2 separate regions of the Drosophila melanogaster genome follow, and region 2 is linked to region 1. A link is a contact called in public Hi-C data. All regions are on one chromosome and are shown on one strand. Each heading gives the region's core, a stretch centred on a gene start, on an enhancer-like site or on the middle of the called end of the contact. The rest is flanking DNA. Distances are from core to core; before and after follow the strand shown. Region 1 holds the start of knk (knickkopf). Region 2 holds the start of jumu (jumeau).

Region 1 (7,384 bases), core at 2,373-4,872:
ATCCCGTGCACTTTCTGCTCTCGACCAACGACAAGACAGTCAAATTGTGGAAGGTCAGTGAGCGTGACAAGTCGTTCGGCGGCTACAACACGAAGGAGGAGAACGGACTGATCCGGGATCCACAGAATGTAACGGCCCTCCGAGTGCCATCCGTGAAGCAGATACCACTGCTGGTGGAGGCCTCCCCACGGCGCACCTTCGCCAATGCACACACCTATCACATCAATTCAATAAGCGTTAATTCGGATCAGGAGACCTTCTTGTCGGCCGACGACCTGCGGATCAATCTGTGGCACTTGGAGGTGGTCAACCAGAGCTACAACATTGTCGACATCAAGCCAACCAACATGGAGGAGCTAACAGAGGTGATCACCGCGGCCGAATTCCATCCGACCGAGTGCAATGTGTTTGTCTACTCGAGCTCTAAGGGCACAATACGATTATGTGATATGCGTTCGGCGGCGCTATGCGACCGGCACAGCAAACAGTTCGAGGAGCCCGAGAATCCAACGAATCGCAGCTTTTTCAGCGAAATAATCAGCTCCATCAGCGATGTGAAGCTAAGCAACTCGGGTCGCTACATGATCTCCAGGGATTACTTGAGCATCAAAGTGTGGGATCTGCATATGGAAACAAAGCCCATTGAGACCTATCCGGTTAGTTATTACTTAAAATAATGTGTTTCTCAAAGGTAGAGGTATCTGCAGAATTTTTGAAGCACATCTGATTTTTTCTGAGAGCCATACTAATTTCATTGTTATTTTTTACAGGTTCATGAATACCTGCGCGCCAAGCTGTGCTCGCTGTACGAGAATGACTGCATCTTCGACAAGTTCGAGTGCTGTTGGAACGGCAAGGACAGCTCAATAATGACCGGAAGCTACAACAACTTCTTCCGCGTCTTCGATCGCAACTCGAAAAAGGATGTGACGCTAGAGGCGTCCAGGGACATCATCAAACCGAAAACGGTGCTTAAGCCACGGAAAGTTTGCACTGGCGGCAAACGAAAGAAGGATGAGATCAGCGTGGACTGTCTAGATTTCAACAAGAAGATCCTGCACACCGCCTGGCACCCCGAAGAAAATATCATCGCCGTGGCTGCGACCAATAACCTCTTCATATTTCAGGATAAATTTTAGCCAACACTCCTCACAAGAACCACACCATACGCCACAATCACACAAGCAACTATATCTACAGAAACACCAAGAAGTACGATCACGCCTCATTCTTATGTTAAATTAATCGGTTTGCTTCAAAATAGTTTTCAAATTTCACTTGCAATCAAATTGTTTGCCTAACACCATTACCTCAGGCCACCCTTATCCCTATCCCCATCCATGTTCTCCTTCCCGCCCCCAAACAAATTACATCATACATAATGCCATAGCAAAAGCTTTGTAATGTATTTCTGCGCTGTATGCGTATAACGAGAAACAATACCAGAAACTTAAGAGATGGAAACAAATTTTTATACATTACATTTATAAATAGTGAAGCGTATATTTGATTTCATGTAGCGCAATTCAAAAACCCACAATAAGAGTAATATATTATGTTAGCTATTGATTTCGCCGAAATTTTTTGTATAATTAGCGCCAGCGCCGAAGTATTTGTAATAAAAGATAATAATATACAACATAAAAAAAAAAATCATAAAATGCATGTTGTAACATTTTTTCTGTTCGCTTGTTAAGTTTACGATGAAAAGTCAAGAAACATATGCGCCCTGTTTGCTCTACTTTATAAATATAGACTAAACACGAATTTCCGATTGTTTATTCGTTTGACAACGTTCATTCCATGCAAAAAGAGACGATAGGCCGCGGAGCTTGTCGATCGACTATGTGTCTCATTTTTAATCTCATCAGCAACGTCAGCAATCGAACAGCCGGAAGTTGTCTCAGTCAAACCAATTTAAAATGCTCATTTAAACACTTAATAAATTCACTAAGAACCCAATGCTAGCTAGACCAGAAAGCAGAAGTCAAAGAGATGAGGCAAACGCGGAAGAAGTATAAAATAGATGCATTAATAACGTATGCATCGCAGTTAATTGATACCTACATATACATATAAAAAAAACGCAGCCTAAGTTTAAAATACAAATTAGTGTTCTCAATTCGTTTTATTGAAAGTCTATCTGAAATGAGAGAAACAAGAAAAAAAAACAATAATAAGAAAATACTATTTTTATACGCTACATTTAAGCTAAGTATTGCTACTTTTAGTTCAACTATGCGTGCGTGCGTCCAAGACCAATTCTCACATATAGTCTATTTGCCCCTTGGCCCCGCCCCCTTTTTCATCGGTCAACAACTTTTCCAGCGTGTTTACTGTTTTGTAAAGTTTCTTGTATTCATTGTCATGTTTTCCATAAAGAACTATAAACAAAACAACCATTTTTATAGGTTATCTAGTGTCTAGTGTTAACAAATAAAAAACAAAACAAACAAATTATAAAAACGCAAACCATAAATGATAAATGAGAGTAAATTATAAACCATGCGCTGAAAATGTTAAACAACAAAATTCTGAAAAATGTACGGCAAAAAATGTTCAAAACACTGAAATGTAAACGCATAAAATGATGAAATAAAAACTAAAACAACATAAATTGTGCTTCTTATGAGAATAATGATATATTATTAATATTGTATTTTCAATAAAATAGTAATACGAGTACGAAGAGTGCAGCGGGATAGAAGATAGCAGAGCCTAAATTGTTTAGAAAATAAGAAAATCCGTGAAAATTGGTCTAGATCCTCAGTGAATCGTATACAAATTGTCCACAACTTCGATACAAATATTTTGGTTGCAAATTTCATGTTTTAGATCGACGACCCACTTATTCAATTTTATTTGCAACGCACATCCTTATTCATATATCTTTGACATGCCTTTTTGTAAATAAAATCGCAAACACAAAAAAGAGAAAACTTAAAACGAAAACATTATTCATTAAATGAAATAAAATCCAAAGCAGTCGAGTAGAGAAACTGTTGCAATTGCTGTTTGAATAGAAACGCAAACAGACGACAAATTGCAATTGATTAGTTTTAAAAACATTGAATTGCTATTCAAAATAAAGATCTAATAAAGGCAAACTTAAGGATAAAGTTTAGTTTTGCAAGCAAGAAAATTGTGAAAAATAATGAAAGTGTGTTTTATTTCGCCCCAGGCAGTTTCAGATGGCTACATTTACCCTGATAAGAACTCGGATCAAGAAAAGTTATATAAAAATATAATACTATTCATGGGGTCAGCAACATTAATATCGCAATATATATTATATGCGGCTTAATTTGTTCTACTTGATAGCGCCACAATGAATAGATAATCATAGATCTTTTCCGAAGAATTCTTTAAAAATCATTTACAGTGCACACGTAGGTAGTATAATGTATTTGTGGTATTATTTTGGAATCTCTCAAGCACACCTCGCGTATTCCGTGTGCAGCAAGTTACCGTTACGGCCACTCTTGGCCATTTCAATGCCAATCACGCATGCACACAGCTCAAGAGAGAAAGATTCGGAGAGCAGTGCTCACTTAACATTGCCAAGACCAAGACGTCGGAACTCCGAAAGAAACCCAAAACGAAATAACGGCGGCTTAAAGTCTCAGTTCACTCAGATCGCTTGGACAGTGCGGTTCGTTTTTGATTTCGGCCTTAAGCGCGAGCTTTGGAAAAAGTAAAAATATATATATAAAAACGCCGGAACTGCTGCCTAAACCTGTTTTGGCCAAGTGAACAAAACAACAACAATAGCAGCGAAAACGCATGCAAGTGACGAAACGACCTTAAGCAAAAGCAAGAAAAATTATAAATAATTTACTTGGCTCTCAATTAATATTAAACAGACGTATCTATGTATTGTTTGGAAATCTGACCATCTTCAGTGACGAAGCGAACCCGCGAAAAAACCCAAAATGCAAAATGCTGCAGCGTGAATAAGAATTCATAAGCATAAAATCGATTCAAAAATTAAAAAAAAAAATTAAAACGTGGCTTAGGAAGTGGGAGTGAAATAAACCAGACCGGGATAACAAAGGAGGGAATTAAGATGGCATTGAGCAGCAGAGTTCTTTGTCTGCGATTGCAGCACCATTTATTACTGGTTATTTTAACGATTTTCCTGCTTTGCCCCGCCGCCTGTGAGTTAACTAGACTACATTGCACACTTAACAATAACAAAGAAAACCGAGGCAAACTGCAAAGGAAAGAGAAATTTTTACTGGCGTTACGCTCCAGACGGGGCAAAAAACAAATTCACTTTCGTGTAAAACTAGAGAAACTGGTCTAGTCTTGGATTGGTCGCTCAGAGCTCCCGCCAGGGGGCGCCACCTGGCCCAGTGGCAGTAAATCAGAAGCCAAATTGTTGGCTTATTAGTCAGAGCGAAAATCCAAAAAAAAAAAAACAAGTTTGTTGTCATAGTCTTTCGTTTGCGATTTGTTTTCAATGTTTTTTTTTTTGCCGGCTTCAAATTTTCTTAGCTTAACTTTAACTTATCTAAATAGCGGCCCAGAACGAAGAAGAAGATGGTCCGTACCGGGGAAAATATCTGGGGAAACTGAACTCCTACCATCATCAAGTGTCCGGCGATGTGTACGCTGTGAATGAGTACACCTTTCTGATTGTGGGCTTTAACTACGATGGCAACGGGGCGGATACGTTTTTCTGGTCGGGCGCTAGTAATCGGCCGGGACCGCAGGGATTCATTGTGCCCGATGAGTATGGCAAGTAAGTGTCAAAATATATATTATTCCTATGGAGAATAAATTGAAATGAATATATGATGGAAATGCCAACCGTAGAACCAACATTCTGGATCGCTATCACAACAAGGATTTCACGCTGACGCTGCCGGATCGAAAGAAGATAACTGAGATTAAATGGCTGGCGGTTTACGATCTGAGCAGTCAAAACAACTTTGGCGACGTTTATATACCCGAGGAGTTCGATCCACCGATGAGCCAATTGGGCGGAACCTTCTCCAAGCGCAGTCACAATGTGAGCAGCAGCAGTGTTGAGATCTTGGACTCAAAGACCATTCGCATCAAGGACTTTACCTACGATGGGCGTGGCAAGAGGACATTTTTCTGGACAGGAGTCGGGCCACAGCCATCGAGTCGAGGAAGCAAGCTGCCAGATGAGCGAGGATAGTAAGTTTCTCTAGGGATTTAAAAAAAATTTAATCACAAACCCATTTAAACAATTCATCATAAATCATTTAGCCTTGATCCTATAAGACAGTACAACAAGGAGACCATAGAACTGGAACTGCCAGGAGATAAGACTATCTTTGACATCGATTGGATCAGTGTATACGATGTGGCTGACAACGAGAACTATGGTCATGTTCTGTTCAACGATAAACTTAATGTTCCACCTTCCCTAGTGAAAGTTACACCATTCGAATTCTCGCTGCCCAATTGCCGGCAACTACACAAGGATATGCAGGTGTCCTGGGAGGTTTTCGGGCCGCAGATCACGTTTCAACTATCCGGTCAGGTGGGCGGCAACGATTATATGTCTTTCGGCATATCCGGATCTGATGTATCCAGCCAGATGATTGGCTCCGATGTCGTGGTGGCCTATATAGACGACATCAGAGGCTACACCGTGGACTACAATATCACTTCGTTAGCGCCGTGCGTTCAGGTTTTGGGTCAAAACAAAGGAGTTTGCCGTGACGATGTGGTTGGTGGATTGGACAGCTTCCAGTTGAATACGTATAGTCGCAAGGATGGCATTAATACGATCAGTTTTAGGCGGACGCTCAAGTCATGTGAGTTGGTTATCATAAGTGGTATGCCTTTTGCTTACTGATGCAGCTCTTTCACATTTTAGCCGATGATGGCGATAAGGAGATCTTCCTAGACCGCAGCAACTACGTGATCTGGGCATTTGGCCCATTGGACTCCAACAACGAGCCCGCCTTTCACACTTACTATCCCAAGAGCGATATAGTGATAGATTTTAACACCACAGAACCGGTTAATGATTGCTTTGCATTTACAAAACGAGCGGAGACGACTAATCCTCCAGTGTGGGAGCGAACCAGGATAACAGATGCGTAAGACTCCAATCTTCCTGCAATGAAAATTTAATATAGTTCCTTGTTTTGCAGAACGGTACGCACATTCAACGCCTACTTGGGACCCTCTGGAGGACTTCGTGGCTATCAGGGATTGACGAATCATGTGTCCAGTGGCTTGGCCTGGTACATCAACGGCTACATGATTCCAGAGCTTTACCTAAAGCGTGGTCTGACCTACACCTTTAAGGTTAGGGGTGGCAATAATCCTCACTCGCCGGAGCACTATCATCCGTTGGTTATCACCGATGATCCCCAGGGTGGGTATGACCGACTGTCTGATGCAAAGCAGAGTGAGATTCGTGTATTAGCCGGTGTTGAATTCACCCGGAGAGGCAGGCCCAAGCCCACGGCTGCTGGTCCCCTGTGCCTGTCCAGATATCCTCAAAATAGTGATCGTCGACTGGATGATAACTTCCCCACTTTCAAGAAGTTCAATCGATCCCTCATCACCGAGTGTGTAGAAGGGGAACCGGCTCTATTGGAAATTACACCGAATATCACATGGCCGGATACTGTGTACTACAACTCCTTTACCCATGGCAATATGGGCTGGAAGATTCACATCGTGGACAGTTATACCAACTTGAAGAGTGGATCGATGGGCTTATCCTGGTCCTTGTGCATCATCCTGCTACCGTGGCTCGTGCTCCAGAACTGACTGTTTTCTCATTCTTAGATTCTCCTATTTAGTGTCTTAGTCTAAATTAAGCAGTCACAATCTATGTATTTGATACGCGTGTGTAGAATGTATGCTAAATGTTGTGTATATTATTATTTATATGATATTTAAATACAGAACTGTGTTGTACTTTAGAAGAATGAGCTATGAAGTTTTGACCCAACAAAAAATCTAATATACATCATTTTTTCAGTGAATTAGATTTATTTGAAATGTTATTGTAGAATCATGGCAGCTGTTATTCTGGATGAAACATGGTGTACAAATCACCGAAATGGGCGCCTAAGATTCGGATTCACGTTCTACCTTCTTGCGCGGCACAGGCTTTCCGTTCACCCACGGAGTGAACTTCACATGGCTGATGTTTCGCTTGGCGGCGTCTGCACGGAGCTCAATGCGCAGGGCCTCTCGCACCACACGGGCTGCGATGTTGGAATACTGGATATAGGTAATACCCAGATCTCTCCAGGCTTTCATCTTGCAGTAATATGGGATTAACTATAAAGATGTTAGGATAATAAGTCAAAAAAAGCTATCTGCATATAAAGGATCTTACCTTCTTCCGTTAAGAATTCGATATAAAACCGAGCGACGGGTTTCT
Region 2 (7,384 bases), core at 2,079-4,578, 220 kb before region 1:
CGAGGCTTACAGACACCGCCACCACTCCCGTATTTCAGCACCCCCTCCCATACAACCCACCGTAGGCCATAAAAAGTTTTTGCTGCTCTGTTGCAGCTGCCTACAGTTGGCCTTTTCAAGTTGTGCAACGAACCAAGGAGCTGCCGACGAGGGTATTTTCGTCCTTTCTCGGCAGGATTCGTCACTGGCGATGGTTGTAAGTGTTCTCCTGCATTTCCTGCATCTGCTTCGTTTCTTTTGTTGCACATATTTTCCATCTTTCTCCGCCTTTCACCTCCGAAGGAAATCACTCTGCTGACACACAGAGAAAACACAAGAAGAGATGGTAAATAATGATGGGAGGAGGATGGTAAGGAATGGAATGCAATGGAATCCCTCACTCAGGTAAAACCAACGATTTCCGTGGACCTTTCTGGACGAATCTTCCCTGAGGTCATGAGCGCCCATTTGTAAATTACTTTATGGTGCAATAAAAGTCGCTTGCCTGAATTGCCGACCGATTCCCAACGCAAAGTAACATCCTTAAACACACAGGATGATCCAGGGTCGTAAATCGTTTTCAAATCTCTCGGTTTAGCGGGAAGTAAATCGGCAGATTCTCCGGGTTATTTCATTCATTAACTGCATGTGTTTCAAGAAATCAGATTTGCCAAATGTTTATTTTTAGCCTGGAAGTCCATTTGCTGAGACTGTGAGGGTTTTTTGGGGCAATTAGTTGGTTTGGTGAGGCATCTTACGATTTTTACGAATTACACAAGCTCCATAACTTCTTTGTTCATTAACTTAATTGCCATACAAACAAACAGTTGGCTTCATGGAGATTTACATTTTCTTATAGAAAGAAGAAAGGGAGAGAAGCCAATGCATTTCTTCAAAATGCAAATGACATGTGGACACATAATAAGTTGTATTTAAATTAGTCTATATCTTACTTTGCATAGTTTCAAGTATCTTTTTGGTATTACACGATTTAGGCGCTCTGAAGTTTTATATGGGTAATAGCAACTGCCCCCAGACTAGTGTTTGTACCAATATGTGTATGGGTGTGTGTGCGCTGGGGCCGTGAGAAAATCTATGCGGCATACAGCTGGGCGCTCATATTCGGCAGCAGAGCGAAATGCAGACAAGTGGCAGTCCTCCCACAATCCTTGTGCGCCCATCTCTTTCCCACCTACTGCGCATTTTGGGGTAGGTGTGCCGCCACCCACTGAAATCGCCCCATTTGAAAGGCCCCAGTGGAAAGCGCGTTGAACTTTGAAGTTGTTCTTTGTTGGCTTTTTGCTTTGATTTTTGTTTCACTAATTTCTTTCTTTGCTGCCATGTTGCTGCAACAAAGGTTGCCGAAACCTCGGAGACGAAAGAGAACAGTGCGAAAGAGATGGAGAAGGTGGGAGAAAAGCTTTTGATGTGGGAATTATTGTCGACTGTTGCTTTTTGGTTTTCTTTTGTTCTCGCACTTACACAAGCGTACAAGATGAAACGATTTATTTTGTTTGCTTTTCTTTGTTCCCCTTCGCACACGCACACGCTTACTGGGAATTCGCAACACTTGTAGATTGTGCGTGCGTGCGTGTGTGGAGTTTTGCATGTTGCAAGTAACAGGCGCACGTGTTTTCCCAAGTCCGTTCGTTTGATTTTCTATTGAAAATGTGCAAACTTTGCTGGAGGTCAGTTCCTCTGACGGACTGACAATTTAGGCGGTCAGTTTAGCCCAAACTTCAAAGCCATACCCCCACTTTCTGGCCCAAAATCATTAGCCACTTGGTTGGACTGTGACTAAAACAGATGAAAACCGAGAGATTCGAGGTGAACGCTTGGCCTTCAAAAAGTTTAAAACGCAAAAGCCGAAGAAGAGGCCACCAGACGAAAAACTCAGCGAACCGGCGGAGAAACACACTAAAGTACTCAGCGCATATTGGCGGCCAAGGAAATAGGACTGCAAATTTATTAACCTGTGCTAAACTGTAGAATGTGATAACGTAACTCTACAGTGAATACTCGACCAGAGAAACTCTCTAACATTATACAAGTAAATTTATGCCGAAGAAATAATCCTTTTAGTTAAAAAAAAATCTTTGGTACCTTCTCCTCTCATACTGTGTTATATTATAGAGTTACTCTTTGAAAATGAAGATAAGAAATTCTTAAACCTTATAAATTGCAAGAAATAATATATTATAAGGTGTGCTATTGTTTCATCCGCCGCTGTGTGTGACAGAAAATAAATAAGCCAAATAATTGCGAATGGCTACAACAAAAGAAAGACTTGTGCTGTGTGCGCCAAAGTAAAATACTCCAAGTGTCTTAATAATACAAGTAGAATAATACAGGCAATCCCCTCCCGTGAAAAGTGAATTGATGTCCACAATTAAGTGCAAATAACAGTCGCTTAACAGAGGTGAATTCTGCGGCTAGCCGAGTTAGTAACCCCCAAAATAAACAGCAGACTTCCTCAAACGCAATGGTACTATACTTCCATTATTTTTTATCGGCGCTCCGCTGTTCCGGTTGTAATTAATCATCAATTTTTTGGGCGAAAAAGAAATTTTTCAAAGTTTAACGATCAAATGTAAACACAGACACACACACACACAAACGTTAAACGCGGCGAGGGCGAATTGGCGAGTCAACAACACAGCTTTGGAGCGAGCGAGGCGGGGAATATTTGGCCGCAGGGGCGAGCGAGATGGCGAGTGGAACCAAAGTTTCGCCGCCAAACTGTTCTTGGTGGTGGGTTTTGCTCTTCATGTCGGTATGGGAACAGTTGGGGTGTGGGGAACGTGGAGACCGAACGTTAAATTCAAAAATTGCGCCTGTCTGTGTCTCGGCACATGCGAGTGTATGGGTGCGTGTGGCCGGCCGGCGAAATGTTCGCGAAAAGTTATTATTCTCGCTTAGCTCGCCTTTTTTGTTTCAACTCACCGCATATTTGCTGAAGAATCCCTCATGTATGCCGCTCGAATAATCCTCTAGTTCGAACATGTTGAATCTTTTATGTTTTTAGCATGCACTTTGTTTTGATCGATGTTTCCGCCTGGCGAAGATTTCACCGGAATATCGTCCGCCTCTCTGCTTCTTACTGCCAATTCCAATTAACGGTTCTATTTCGAAACAGCGCACAAAAAATATATTCAGTCTCAACACCGTTGTTCCTTGGCAATCCAAGCCGTGATCTCTGCACTTTTCAAATTCTACTTCCAGCAAAAGGACATGGCGCTCGCGCTCAATATATCGCAGTTATCAGGAGCGCACAACACCGGTCTCGTATTCGAAGTCGCGGAGCAATGATAAAATAAACCCGCCCGGTCAGAATTCGAACGAAAAATGAGAGCGCCCGAGACTGGAGTGACCGTACCTCCGTTTTTGGAAAACGTTGACAATACACGGCACCGCAACCAGTGGCAGGTTGGGAGCTCGGGTAACCATTTAGCCGGGAAACGAACCCTGCGTGTAACGGCTTTTTAAAAGGTAACCTCACTGTTCGGCATTCTTTGTTATTAGGTATTCTTAATTATTTATATTTATATTTTTGCTTATAAAAGCAACTAAAATCAATTTTGAACTTTAAAAACAAAAACAATTAACGCAACGTGATACAAATTATTCGGCTTGATGTTCGATGTGATCTTTTCCAGCTTTTTGAATGTCATTACACTTTTTGGACTTGTGCTCCCTTGTCGACTTCTTTAGGCTTGGTTTCATATTTGGATTTGCCTAAAATTGGAATTTTATAAATACTAATATTATTAGTATCTGTATCTTCATTTTACATTATCGTTTGTCGCTGCTTCTGGAGTTTTGGAAGCCAGTAGTTTTTTATCCTTCTTTAATGTGCTTGTTTTCTAAATATATTATATATTTTATAATATTTTAATATATGCATATCTTTTGATATTTCTTACTTCATTTTCATTCGAATTTTGTGCCTGCAGTTGCTTCCCATCCTTCCTTTTTGTTCCTGTTTTCTAAATATTTTATATTTTGTAATGTTTGAACAAATATTTTTATATCTTTGGATATTTCTTACTTCATTTTCGATAGATTCTTGTGCGTCTAGAAGATTTGCAGCCACCTTGACACACTGACGTGCAGCCGGAAGTTTCTTCACATTTTTCTTGGGCACAGGAGGTCCTTCTTCATTCATTTCATTAGATGCTTGTTCCTCCAAAAGATTTGCAGCCGCGTCGGCGCACGGAAGTGCAGCCTGCAGTTTCTTAACATTCTTCTTGGGTGCAGGAGTTTCTTTGGACCTCGCTGCTTCTGTATTTTGGACTGTGGAACTCAATTTGGAATCCAGTTGCTTTCCATCCTTCCTTTGGGTTCCTGTGTTCTAAATATTTTATATTTTGTAATGTTTGAACAAATATTTATATATCTTTGGATATTTCTTACTTCATTTTCGTTAGGTTCTTGTGCGTCTAGAAGATTTGCAGCCACCTTGACACACTGACGTGCAGTCGGCAATTTCTTAACATTCTTCTTGGGCACAGGAGGTCCTTTGGTCCTCGAAGATTCTGCTAGGATGTTCTGGTCAGATAAGGTCAGCACTTGGTTCTGCTTCTTCGTAGCTGCACTGCGAGTAACCACCATTTTCGGTTCAAAGCTAACGTAGAAAATTCAAAAAATCAAGATAATGGAAATTTGGTGTAGATTCAAGCGAAGTGCAATAAGATGTGGGAATTTCAGTAAAAAGGTAAATAGGTTATTTGGTTAGTGGCGCGACACTAGACAACCAGGCTACTTCCAAACACGAAGTCACAAATTTAAAAATATCTGAAATATTTTTCCCAAAGATATATAACCACTTAATAAACTTATAATAACCACTTAAGTTCAGTCGCAGGAAATAAAGCCCTTAGCTTGCAGTTCATTTATTAAAAATTATAATATTATATATTATAATTATAAAAATTATATATATATATATAGTGACGTATTTGGGTGGTCCAAACCAGCCACTTCCATTATTTCAAAGAAATCAGTAATGCACTCTAGTAATTTTCCATAACGTATCCCAGCTGCGCAGCATTCGTTTATCTTTGGCAGCGCAGCCGTTCTTGTAAACATCCTAAAGCCTGACCTAAGCAGATTTGACTGCCCTCTTTCAACGCTACCTAATCTTAAGAACCCAAGAGCGAGGCTCTCCCGAAATACAAATATTGTTCAAATACTGAGGCTTCTCCTCAATCCAATTTGCATTTGATTTTTAGTCTTAAGCTGAGATCCAAAGAATAAAGTCGTGAAACTATTTCTCCTAAAACTATTTTTTATTTCTTGGCGTTGTCCTTAGTCAACTGACGGGACATTAGTTCGACTCATAAATAAAACAACAATTTTACTGGCGCAGTCGGTAGGATACAAAAGTATCCGAAAAAAAAAGAACCTTCGAGTGGAAAATAAGTTAAATTTTATAGTCCAGTGCTCGAAACATCTCCCAAAATAAATTCGTGAAAACTCTTCAACTTGGATTATAATTCCAATTCGGTTATCCAATAATAAGTGGAAGTGAAATACGAAACAAAAATATTAAGTCCAAAGGCAACTAAGTTTTAAAACCAACATATAAAAATAAAAAATTAAAACAATATAGAATTTTAATAATACAACACAAAAATTTACAAAACAAAAAAACAAACAAGTGAAACTAGAAAGCTTAAAAATAATAATAACATTGAATCCGAAACAAAACAAAAAAATAAAACACAAAAGTTAAAAATTTTACAATAAAAATGTCACAACCAATTATTGCGCTGAGCGACATAAACCTTGCCGAAGCCCGTCGGCAGCTTAAAGACATTATGCCATTCAAAGGTGATCCAGAAACCCTTCACACCTTTATCAGCAGAGTGGATTACGTAATTTCGCTCTACCAAACAAATGATGTCCGACAACAGAGGATTCTACTGGGAGCCATCGAAAGGAACTTGGACGGACAAATTACACGATCTTTGGGACTTCCGAACATCGAAGATTGGCCTACCCTTAAAGCAAGACTCATCGCGGAATTTAAAATTCAAACACCAAACTACAAACTTCTGGAGAACTTCAGGGAGACACCATACAGAGGAAGCCTAAGAGCATTCTGCGAAGAAGCGGAGAGACGACGTCAATTACTAATTTCGAAACTACACCTGGAAGGTAACCAATCGGATTTTCTTATTTATATTCAGGGTATTAAAGAATCTATTAAGATACTGATAAGGAAACTACCAATACAATTATTCACTATTTTAGCCCATCACGATATTACAGACTTAAGATCCTTAATTACCATTGCACAAAATGAGGGAATTTATGAAGAACACATTAATTTTGAATTTTATGAAAAACCAGAATATCGTAATAAAAATTCAAATTCTAACCGGAATTCGAAAACACAAAAATTCAATACAAATGTTCAAACTCAAAATCGACCAAGTTACTCACAATATTCCCAACCCTTCCAACCTAATTTTAATCAATACATTCAACCATTTAGACCTAGCTATACACAGCAGATAACTAACAACCCACCCATGTGGCACGCACCTAATTATTTCAGACCCAACCAATACATAAACCCACAACCCATTATTCAAAAAAATCATTTCCAACAATATCCCAACAAAGCCCAATTTCCCCAAACAACGCATTTTAGAGGAAATACATACCCTCGACTACAACAACCCTCTACATATAAAAATACTAACTTCCCGATTACTAAACGACTAAGACCATCGGACAGTGAACAAACTAAAATGTCTATTGACGAAATTAGATTCCAAGACGCGCATGAATTCGAACAAGTCCAACCTAATTATTACGAGCAACAGTATTTTAACCAAAATCAATACAATCCGTATCAAAATCATAGCTTCATTAATGAAGGGCAACAACAAGTCCAATCTGTACAAATTAATAACAAACAAAACCAAAATAATTCTGAACTAAACGAAAATTTTCGGTTAACAGCCCCGGAAAATACGAATACATAAAAATAGTATACAAAGGGCGCTCATACAAATGCCTTCTAGACACAGGATCAACAATTAATATGATCAATGAAAATATATTTCGTCTTCCCATTCAAAATAGTAGATGTGAAGTTTTAACATCAAATGGCCCTATTACCTTGAACGACTTGATTATGTTACCCAGAAATAGTATTTTCAAAAAAACCGAACCATTTTATGTGCACAGATTTTCTAATAATTACGATATGCTAATTGGCAGAAAATTGTTGAAAAATGCTCAATCAGTTATTAATTACAAAAATGATACAGTTACCCTTTTTGATCAAACATACAAATTAATTACTTCAGAATCCGAAAGAAACCAAAATTTGTATATCCAAAGGACACCAGAATCAATTGCAAGCTCAGATCAGGAATCAATAAAAAAATTA

What was found. Hi-C and Micro-C count contacts between places; a contact is called where the count stands out from the background.
Region 2: a Hi-C map of the Kc167 cell line shows a contact between it and region 1, with 2.8 times the contacts expected there. The contact joins the promoter of jumu here to the promoter of knk in region 1. A contact is called at or near these places in 2 of 107 Hi-C or Micro-C datasets (the Clone 8 cell line and the Kc167 cell line) and 1 of 6 datasets of contacts at active chromatin or transcription factors (the Kc167 cell line).

Annotation. Positions count from the first base shown.
Region 1 is chr3R:10,121,902-10,129,285 of dm6, reverse strand. knk (knickkopf) reads left to right here and starts at 3,622. Exons shown (of 6, transcript NM_141724.4): 1 at 3,622-4,157; 2 at 4,522-4,744; 3 at 4,819-5,166; 4 at 5,239-5,792; 5 at 5,855-6,080; 6 at 6,135-6,921. The coding sequence starts at 4,067. The coding sequence ends at 6,762. It overlaps ATPsynepsilonL (ATP synthase, epsilon subunit-like), which reads right to left. Exons shown (of 3, transcript NM_001275520.1): 2 at 7,340-7,384; 3 at 6,966-7,281. The coding sequence starts at 7,260. The coding sequence ends at 7,066. It overlaps tws (twins), which reads left to right. Exons shown (of 5, transcript NM_057532.4): 4 at 1-656; 5 at 771-1,642. The coding sequence ends at 1,139. It also overlaps asRNA:CR46038.
Region 2 is chr3R:10,346,126-10,353,509 of dm6, reverse strand. jumu (jumeau) reads right to left here and starts at 3,328. Exons shown (of 3, transcript NM_079578.3): 1 at 2,923-3,328. The coding sequence starts at 2,982. CG31406 reads right to left here and starts at 4,749. Exons shown (of 5, transcript NM_169341.3): 1 at 4,393-4,749; 2 at 4,028-4,330; 3 at 3,903-3,965; 4 at 3,771-3,842; 5 at 3,500-3,714. The coding sequence starts at 4,590. The coding sequence ends at 3,601.